2 separate regions of the Gossypium hirsutum genome follow, and region 1 is linked to region 2. A link is a contact called in public Hi-C data. All regions are on one chromosome and are shown on one strand. Each heading gives the region's core, a stretch centred on a gene start, on an enhancer-like site or on the middle of the called end of the contact. The rest is flanking DNA. Distances are from core to core; before and after follow the strand shown. Region 1 holds the start of LOC121230787 (protein ENDOPLASMIC RETICULUM-ARRESTED PEN3). Region 2 holds the start of LOC107955347 (metacaspase-9).

Region 1 (4,396 bases), core at 843-3,342, 260 kb before region 2:
CAACAATTACAGGTTGTTTTGATGAATACAGATGTGTTGGATAGTTGGATTAGAGATAATGAAGGGAAAATAAAGAACTTAGGGAAGAAGAATAATAATGTAGCTGTTGATGAAGCGATTCATTGCGTCGATGTTCTTTCTAAACAAGTCTTGGATTCCACAGCTGCTGATTTAGCTATCGAAGATGTGGTATATTCCTTGGATAAGGCAGTGCAAGATGGGGTTGTGCCGTTTGATCAGTATTTGAGGAATGTGAGGTTGTTGTCAAGGGAGCAGTTCTTCCATAGGGCTACTGCCTCCAAAGTTAAGGAAGCTCAAATGCAGGCTCAGGTGGCAAATATGGCTGCTAGAATATCACATTTCGTTTCATGACTGGTTATTGTTCTGTTTCAGATTTGTCTATATAAAGGATCAAGCTATTCGAGGTTAGCTTCTAGTTAAGATTTGATATTATCATGATATAGCTGCATTGCTCATTTACATATCGGTATGTATTATTCGTTCGGGATGAAATGGTATTATAATGTGAATAATGTGCTCATGTAATTGATATGTTGACACTCAGTTTTGGGCTTTCTCTTTTTATAATGAATTCGGGTTCTTTAGCTTTAACTCTGGTTCCATTTGTGTGGAAAACTGAAATAGAGTTGTTTACATGTAATGTTCAGGTTGCACCTTTATTTCAAAGGCCTAACGAGCAAAGGATTAACTTCGTACGGGTCTAATAATGACTACAATAGGTTTTATCTGTTTTTTTCTCCTCATCCCTTGACCTGATTGTCATGTAAATGGATGGATCCCTTATTTAATTGTCACTGGTTGTTTACTTTTGTCTCGGCTGACTGACATATTCTACGAACTATAAGTTTCATGATGTATTAGTTTTATGGCTAAACTTTCAACCACTTATTCACCCCCATTTTTGTGAGATTTATGAGATAATCATTAATTTCATTTCCTAGGCATCATTTTTAAAACCTTAACTTCAAGGTCTCTTGCTTTAAGGTTTTTTCTTTTCCCCTTTTTTAATTGATCTCTTGTACTTGAAGAATCACTTCAGGGTTATCAAGTAGTAGTTTCCATATTAATTCTCTGGTGTAATATCTTGTCTCTAGCTTGCTTGTCATCTTGTTCCTTAATATATATATTATAAATTTGGCAACACTTCTATAGAAAGTGAGATATAAAAAATATATTACAATCAGCTTTTTTTCTCTTCTGCAAATGTTAAATTTTTTGTCATGGTAGTCGAGAAATAATGTACTAAACCGAGCGAAAATATTTTCTTATATTGGCTTTTATCTTGGAACTTCACATGTGACATTACTGTTCTCTTGCTATGTTTAAATTTTGAATAGAACTTGCAAATCTGCTTCTTACCCTACTTGTTGGAGAAATTATTTAGGAGTTTTGGCTGCCATAATTGAGATGAATCCAGTGTGTTGTTTTGATGGATCCATGTTGTGGTTGTTTATTATTCCTTTATACTGGTTGGTATCAAGTATGGGAGAATTTTTACTCTAATGGTTGAGATACATTAACATGTGCTATATATTTTTTAGCAATATGATGTTATTCATAGATCAACTTATGTGGTAAATCATGGCCAGGGTAGTTGGTCATCATTTTGTTTGGAATCTGAAACTATTAGGAGCTCCATATGCTTTTCTCAGCCATGAGCATTTTTTTTTTCCCTTGTCATTGGTGTTCCTCTAATTACAATCATACATATGGAAAATGATTGCTTTACTTATTTGGTGATGATATGGTTTGGTTACTTTTCATTTATACCGGAGGTTGATTATCCAGGTCTGAAGTTGTTTGTTCTCGTCACCGAGATTTTTTATTTCCGATTCTTTTTTTTTCTTGTGTTTGAACACTCATGTCTCCAATGCATATTCAGGCATAGATATGGAAATATGACACTTCCTCGAAGAATAGTTGATTATGTTTCATTGCTGGGTGATGTTGCCAAGTCTATTAATTTTGAATTATAAAGCTTGCATTTAAGGGTGTTCTCTAACTGCATTTAAGAATGTTATAGCTTCTGTTGCACCGTCGAAACCCATATCCCTTGTATCGTACCAATCATGTATGCTTACGAGGTTTCAACTTGTGAACTGAAAATCAAATCGACCCTAATACATTTAAGTAGTATTTGAACGAAATCTATATGAGGGTTTTCTCGGTCAGCCTTATTTGAGATGTCTTGTCGAGGGATCATTGATCACATACACTCTCCCAAATGGCCTCCGTGTGTCATTGAAAGCTGTGGGGAAGCTTAGATGAGCTACTTAAATGGCGGATGGGATTTTCACACTACATGTGTGGTGAAAAAAAAAAGTGAAGCTCTGTAATTTTGTGAGCTGGTGGAATGTATGTTAAGCTCTTTGAGTGGTACGAATTGCGATATATGTTACTATGAGATTGCAAACTACAATAACATAAATCAACGTTAATCGTTTCACGGTAAGCTTCCAAATCGAATCATGAAGCATACTATTTAAGTTAAATGAAAAGCTTTAATCCTTCTATCATGCCGAGCGGTGTGGTGGAAGTAACGTTAAACATTTGCTTATAAACTGTTCGATGAAATGTTTGAGAGAAATGTAACAGTGTTGAAGTCGATGATTTCGGGGAGGTTTCCCTACTTTTTCATATTTTATATTTAACCCAAAGCATCGACTTTAAAGCTTAAAGACAAAGCTGTGGTCTCTTAAAGGGGATCTCAAAGCTTTAATCATTGAATTATATGAGCTTCAATGGCTGCCCAAATTTCCAATCCAATCGCGCCTTGCCGCCGCATAAAGCTCAACGTCGGGGGCAAGTTTTTTGAAACTACCCTCTCCACCCTCCAGTCCGCCGGTCCTGATTCCCTCCTAGCTGCCCTTTCCAACCGCGCTGCCTATAACCCTATCTTCATCGACCGGGATCCTGAAATCTTTTCCGTCCTTCTCTCCCTCCTCCGTTCTAACCGCCTCCCTTCCGCCGCCCTCCGCCGCTTCTCTATCCAGGAACTCGCCGAAGAGGCTCTTTATTACGGCGTGGAGTCCCGTCTCCGCTCTGCCTCTTTGCCCTCGCCGCTTCATGGCATAGACGCCGCCATCGTCGATACCATCCGCCCTGCCTCAGACGCTGTTCCTTCCACTTTCTCCGCCGGAGAAGATGGTTCACTTTGGATCGCTCACGGTGGTCAAATTTCAATATACGATTCCTACTTATCATACTCCACCGCCGTCCGTACGCATCTCGATGATATCACCTCGATTTGCCGGGTATGGCCAGAAATAGCCGCTGTCGGATCCGAATCCTCATCGGGTCTCCATATCTACGACCTCTCCAGCGGTCACTATACCGGTTCAGTTCACTGGACCGACCAGGACGATCCACGGATATACAAAGCCCGAGTCTGCGCCATCGCTAACTCACCCGACTCGGTCTTCGTATCATTCGATTGTCCCCATAGAGAAAACAGCGTCCTCGTTATCGACAAATCAACGCTTCAGGTCTCATCAGAGCTGACTCGCCAATCAGGAAGCGCCGCCAAGAACACATTCCCCGGAAAACTGACGTGGCTACCGGAAACTGGTTTGGTTATCGGAAGTGCTGTCACATGTGGGGCATTTGGTTATTCAGGTTATATTAGGATATGGGACCCGAGAAATAAGGAAGTGGTATGGGAAACGAACGAGCCAGGTTCAGGGCGGAGCAGTAGGTTCGGAGACTCATTCGCCGACGTCGGTGTCGACATTGACGATTCGATACTCTTCAAGATATGTTCAAAATCTGGGGATTTGGCAATGGCAGATATTCGTAAATTAGGGGATGATCCTTGGGTATATATGGAAGATACAAATCCTAGCATGAGAGAAGCTAGCTATGGTGGGAATGAGGTTCATTTGCATTGCTATAAAAGGCAGGTATTCGTGGGGAAAGATGGAGGATTGGAGGTTTGGTCGAGATTGAATGAGAGAGGTGGTTGGAGTGAGCAAAGAGGGGATAGTGAAAATGGAAGAGATGAGATGAGTTTGAAGAGGAATTATGTGGATAAAGTGGAGATGGGAGAGAGAGGGTTGATAAAGAGAATTGAAGGAGGTGGGGAGAGATTGTTTGTTAGCAGAGAAAATGTGGAAGGGATTGAGGTCTGGGAGAGTTCTAATCATTCTGCTATCATTTCTGTTTCCTCTTAAATCACAATTTGATCCTTGGAAATAGGACATTCTTCTTGGCATCTCTGAAGAGAAGCTTTTTACTCTTTCTTTAGTTTGTACTGTTATTGGTTATTTCTCTTGTAATAAAAGGTATTGCCTTTCGACATTTTCAAGAAATTCTCTTTCAATTTGTGCCATGAGGAAAATTGTTAAGGAACTCAGTCGATACAGCTAAGAAAATTTGT
Region 2 (4,366 bases), core at 389-2,888:
ATAAAGCAAATAAAAATGGATAAGATATAAAACAATTTTAAAATGAGATTAAGATAATGTGAAAAAGGAGATTTAAAATTGACAATGCGTACAATAATTTAAAATAGAGGATATATATATATATATTAAAAAAATACTATATAAAAAACGCAAATGAACAATAATAGGACAATTTAATACAAATAAGAGAGTTTAAAATAAGTTGTATAAGACAAATTTGAATAAGAATAAGACAAGTTTAAAATAATACATATATAGAAATTTAAAATAAGTATTAAGAGGCTCAAAATAATAATACGTAAAGGAGAAATAAAATAAAATAAAAAGATAATATATATATAAGAAATTTTAAAGTAAACAACATACTAAATAATTCAAACCAAGATAGATAATATACATAAAGATAAATCATATATGGAAGGAATTTGAAATGAATAATATGTAACAATAATTTTTAAAATATATAATATATAAGAAATATATGAAATCTTAAGGTAAATAATTATAAAAGGTTTGCGATAAACAATGAAAGAATTTGAAATCGTCTATATATAAAATAGCATAATAAAATAACATATAAAATTTAAAATATATATATTAGATGGTTTAATATAAATAATGCATGAAATTTTACAATAAATAATAAATAATTTAAAATGAATGACGCATAAAGCGAGTTTATAAAATGAATGATGTGAGGGAATTTTGAAATCTATATAAAGCAAATTACAAAAGATTTGTATGAATAACTTTAAAATAGATGATATGTATATAAATAAAAGTGTAAGATAAATAATATGGAACGAATTTAAAATAAGGTATAAACATAACTTTAAAATGAATAATATATATAAGCTAATTTAAAATAATAAATAAGAAGTTTAATATAAATATATTTTATAATAACGATTCAGATATAATATATAAAGAATTATTAGAAATACATAATATATAATAACTAAGGAATAAACCATATAAAATAATTTGAGTTGAATATATAACAAAAAAAAAACAGTTTTGAAAGAATAGCAAACATGTGAAAACTTGAAATAAATGGTTTATACACATATAATGGGTAAGGGTTATAAAATAAATAATACATACTTAGGGTAAGTTGAGATAAATAATAACAATTTGAATAAATAATATATTAAAGTGAATTACGATGAACAATAATGATACGAGTAAACAGTGTATTAAAACAAATTAAGATAGAATGAATTGAATAAATTTAGGACATAATTGAAAGTGAATCAGAACCCAAGGTATAAATTTGGAATACAAAGGCCAACAAGGACTAAATCGAAACGCTTAGACTTGCGAGGACCAAATGGGGTAATATCCCAAGTCTAACGTGCTGCATTTCAATTTGTTCAGTCCAGGGATCAAATTAGAAATTACGTAAAATAATCGGTCGATATTTGAAGAGTAAAAAAGCAAATCATGACTAAATCAAAGGTCAGAAAATGAGGAGGGGCCAAAGTGGGAAATTTCCCATTTGAAGGAAACGCGCGGACCCCCTGGAGCGGGTCAGGTCGCGCGCGAGTGCACCAAAACGGTGCCGTTTCGGCACTTAGTCCCCCACACTCAAAACGCTGCCGTTTTGTCAGTGTATATAAGGCCCTATTTTTGTTACAGAATTCATTTTAGCCTTCAAAATAAATAAATAAATAAATAACTGGAACAGACCCTTAAACTCTCTCTCCCTCCTCCGTTTTCTCATTTCGGCTAGGGTTTCAACACCCATCATCGTCACCGCCGTGAAGCCACCGTAGGTGGTGGTCGTGCGAAAGGGAGTTTCGACCCCAGTTTTGGAGCGCCCGAAGGCCGTATTTTCTTGGCCCAATAACACGAAAGGAGAGACCTCCGCTTTCCCCCTCCGAAAATCGATTTCAAAGACGGAATCGGAACTCCGAAAACTCGACTCCGGGGTTCTCGGGTAAGTCCCTCTTTTCTCTTTTCTTTTATATTTTTTTTTTAAAAAATGATTGAAGAACAGAAAATAAAAATAAAGAAACGAGAAAATAAAAAATGAGAGAACGAGACTCAACCTTTTTAGTTTGTTCTTTTTTTGATTGCTTAATCGTCTGTGTGTAAAAACAATTTGGTTTCTGTTTGGGCTTTATAGCCGAAAAATACAAATGATTTCATCTATGCTATTGTCTATTTTGCTTCCTTTCCTGCCTCGTTTCTGCTCTCTGCTTTGTGGTCTTGTTTTGTTTCTTTTTTTTGCTTCCTTTTGCAGACGCACAAAGGTCAACGGGGTGGAGACTTCCATTTTGGTGCAAAAGATGGGCAGAGCCGGCCCTCGGGAGTCGAATGCGCTGCTGAAGCACGTGGGCAGCAGAAGGAGAGGCGCGACGCTTAGGCTAGCTAGGGTTTCGGCTAGCTGAGGCTTAGTTTGGACACTGGGCCTATTGGGCCGATTGGGTTAGGGGTTTAGTTGGGTTGTTTAGGCTTTGGGCCTTGTAAATGGGCTGCCTCTTTTTTTGGTTTTGGTTTTTAAACGGGCCGGGAAAAATGGGCCTGTTACATATATATATAAATCAAGAATCCAATTTTTACAAAACAATTATTAAAGATCAATCAGCTCCCAAAATTAAAGCAAATATTTTAAACAAATTATTTTTAAACTGTGATAATTCTACTAAATTATTTTGATGGTCAATATAATCTATCGGATTCGGGCCAAATTTAAAGTGGAAAATAGGTGTATCAATTTGCATTTTTGTTTGATGTGCATTACAATGGACGGAGAAAGCCAAACATTCAAAGTCAATCACATTTTATAAAATGTAAGATTATTTTTATTTTATGAAATTAGTGTGTATATATATAGGTTCTTAGTGAGACAGTAGGAGCACATTCATACAAGGGTACAAGCAACACAAAATAGTAAAATTAGCAAAGCAAGATGGGTAAGGGTAAGAAGAGAGCAGTTCTGGTGGGATGCAACTACCCCAAGACCCAATTCGGCTTGCATGGATGCATCAATGATGTGAATACCATAAAAGCCGCGATCCTGAAATTTGGGTTCCACGAAAGCGATATTAATGTCCTCACCGATGCGCCAGGGTCGTCGGTTCTGCCTACTGGTGCAAACATTAGGGATGCACTTAATAGAATGGCGCGCAATTCTAAAGCAGGAGATGTCCTATTTTTCTACTTCAGTGGACATGGAACACGCATTCCAATCTTTCAACCTGGCCAGCCTTTCAAGCAAGATGAAGCAATCGTGGCCTGTGATTTAAATCTTATCACTGGTAGGTTTTTGTTTGAATTTATATATTTATTTTAGCGATATACATATTCATATCCTATATATATATACATGGTTTCTGCAGATGTGGACTTCAGGCGTTTTGTTAACCGGCTACCAGAAGGAGCAAGCTTCACAATCCTATCAGATTCGTGCCACAGTGGTGGTCTCATTGAAAAAGAGAAAGAACAATTTGGTGGTGAGCATATGACGACACCAGTAAATCCCAACAAGCCTAAACCGTCTAAGGTTAAGGCTAAGGGTGTTCCTTTTGATGACATACATGGTGCGATAAATATAGCAGCAAGCATCCTACACGGCGCAGTAGATCTTGGCCAAAAGATTTACGGAATCTTCGGGAAAGATGTGAGTCTCAAATTCCATCCTCACTACGTAGATGGGTTAATGGTGTTGGATCCACCGGAGGAGGATGATGGGATTTTATTAAGTGTGTGTGAAGCCAATGAGACATCATATGACCTGGTTTTGGGGAATAAAGCCTTTGGGGCGTTCACTGATGCAATGTTTAACGTACTCAATCAGCACATGGGTGCTGGAATAAGCAACAGACAACTTGTGGCTGACGCTGCCATCATTTTGAAGGAGAATGGATTCAAGCAGAACCCTTGCCTTTATTGCAGTGATGAGAATACAAGCACACCTTTCTTGGGTGGCTTTGCTTAAATTTCTGATCAAAATGCTGGTGCTCAGGCTGTCAGTGTCATTAATAATAAATAATGTGCTTATGTTTTGCACTACTACTAGAATAAATTTGACAGTCTGTTGACTTATATCAACCTACCGCGGTTTTCCTATGCATCTCCTTATATAGCGTGCCTTTGTTATGTGTGAAATTCTAGTGTATAAATAAAGAAATAAAAACTTTTATTGTCTTATTTAGAGTTTTATAATTTTATAAGTTAGGTTAAGGGAGGTTCCGGATTGTTATAACTTAGGTGGCCGGACATTAGAAAAATGGATTGGAAAACTCAAGGTGTTCAACCATCTTCGGAGGTGAGTTTGGATAGACATATAGTGCAGTACGGTGCGTTTAGCTTATATCTCACGGTACAGTATCTTATCTTATCACCACTACTATTTTTATAC

What was found. A called contact is a pair of places that touch in the nucleus more often than the background predicts.
Region 1: a contact with region 2 is called in a Hi-C map of leaf, with 1.6 times the contacts expected there. The contact joins the promoter of LOC121230787 here to the promoter of LOC107955347 in region 2. A contact is called at or near these places in 3 of 34 Hi-C or Micro-C datasets (callus, hypocotyl and leaf).

Annotation. Positions count from the first base shown.
Region 1 is chrA06:123,750,547-123,754,942 of Gossypium_hirsutum_v2.1, reverse strand. It overlaps LOC121230787 (protein ENDOPLASMIC RETICULUM-ARRESTED PEN3), which reads left to right and starts at 2,092. Exons shown (of 1, transcript XM_041116181.1): 1 at 2,092-4,317. The coding sequence starts at 2,763. The coding sequence ends at 4,190. LOC107955341 (protein ELC) reads left to right here. Exons shown (of 2, transcript XM_016891091.2): 1 at 1-425; 2 at 669-954. The coding sequence ends at 372. It overlaps LOC107955342 (nascent polypeptide-associated complex subunit alpha-like protein 1), which reads right to left. Exons shown (of 4, transcript XM_016891092.2): 4 at 4,392-4,396.
Region 2 is chrA06:123,488,032-123,492,397 of Gossypium_hirsutum_v2.1, reverse strand. LOC107955347 (metacaspase-9) reads left to right here and starts at 1,638. Exons shown (of 3, transcript XM_016891098.2): 1 at 1,638-1,939; 2 at 2,246-3,263; 3 at 3,345-4,155. The coding sequence starts at 2,915. The coding sequence ends at 3,943.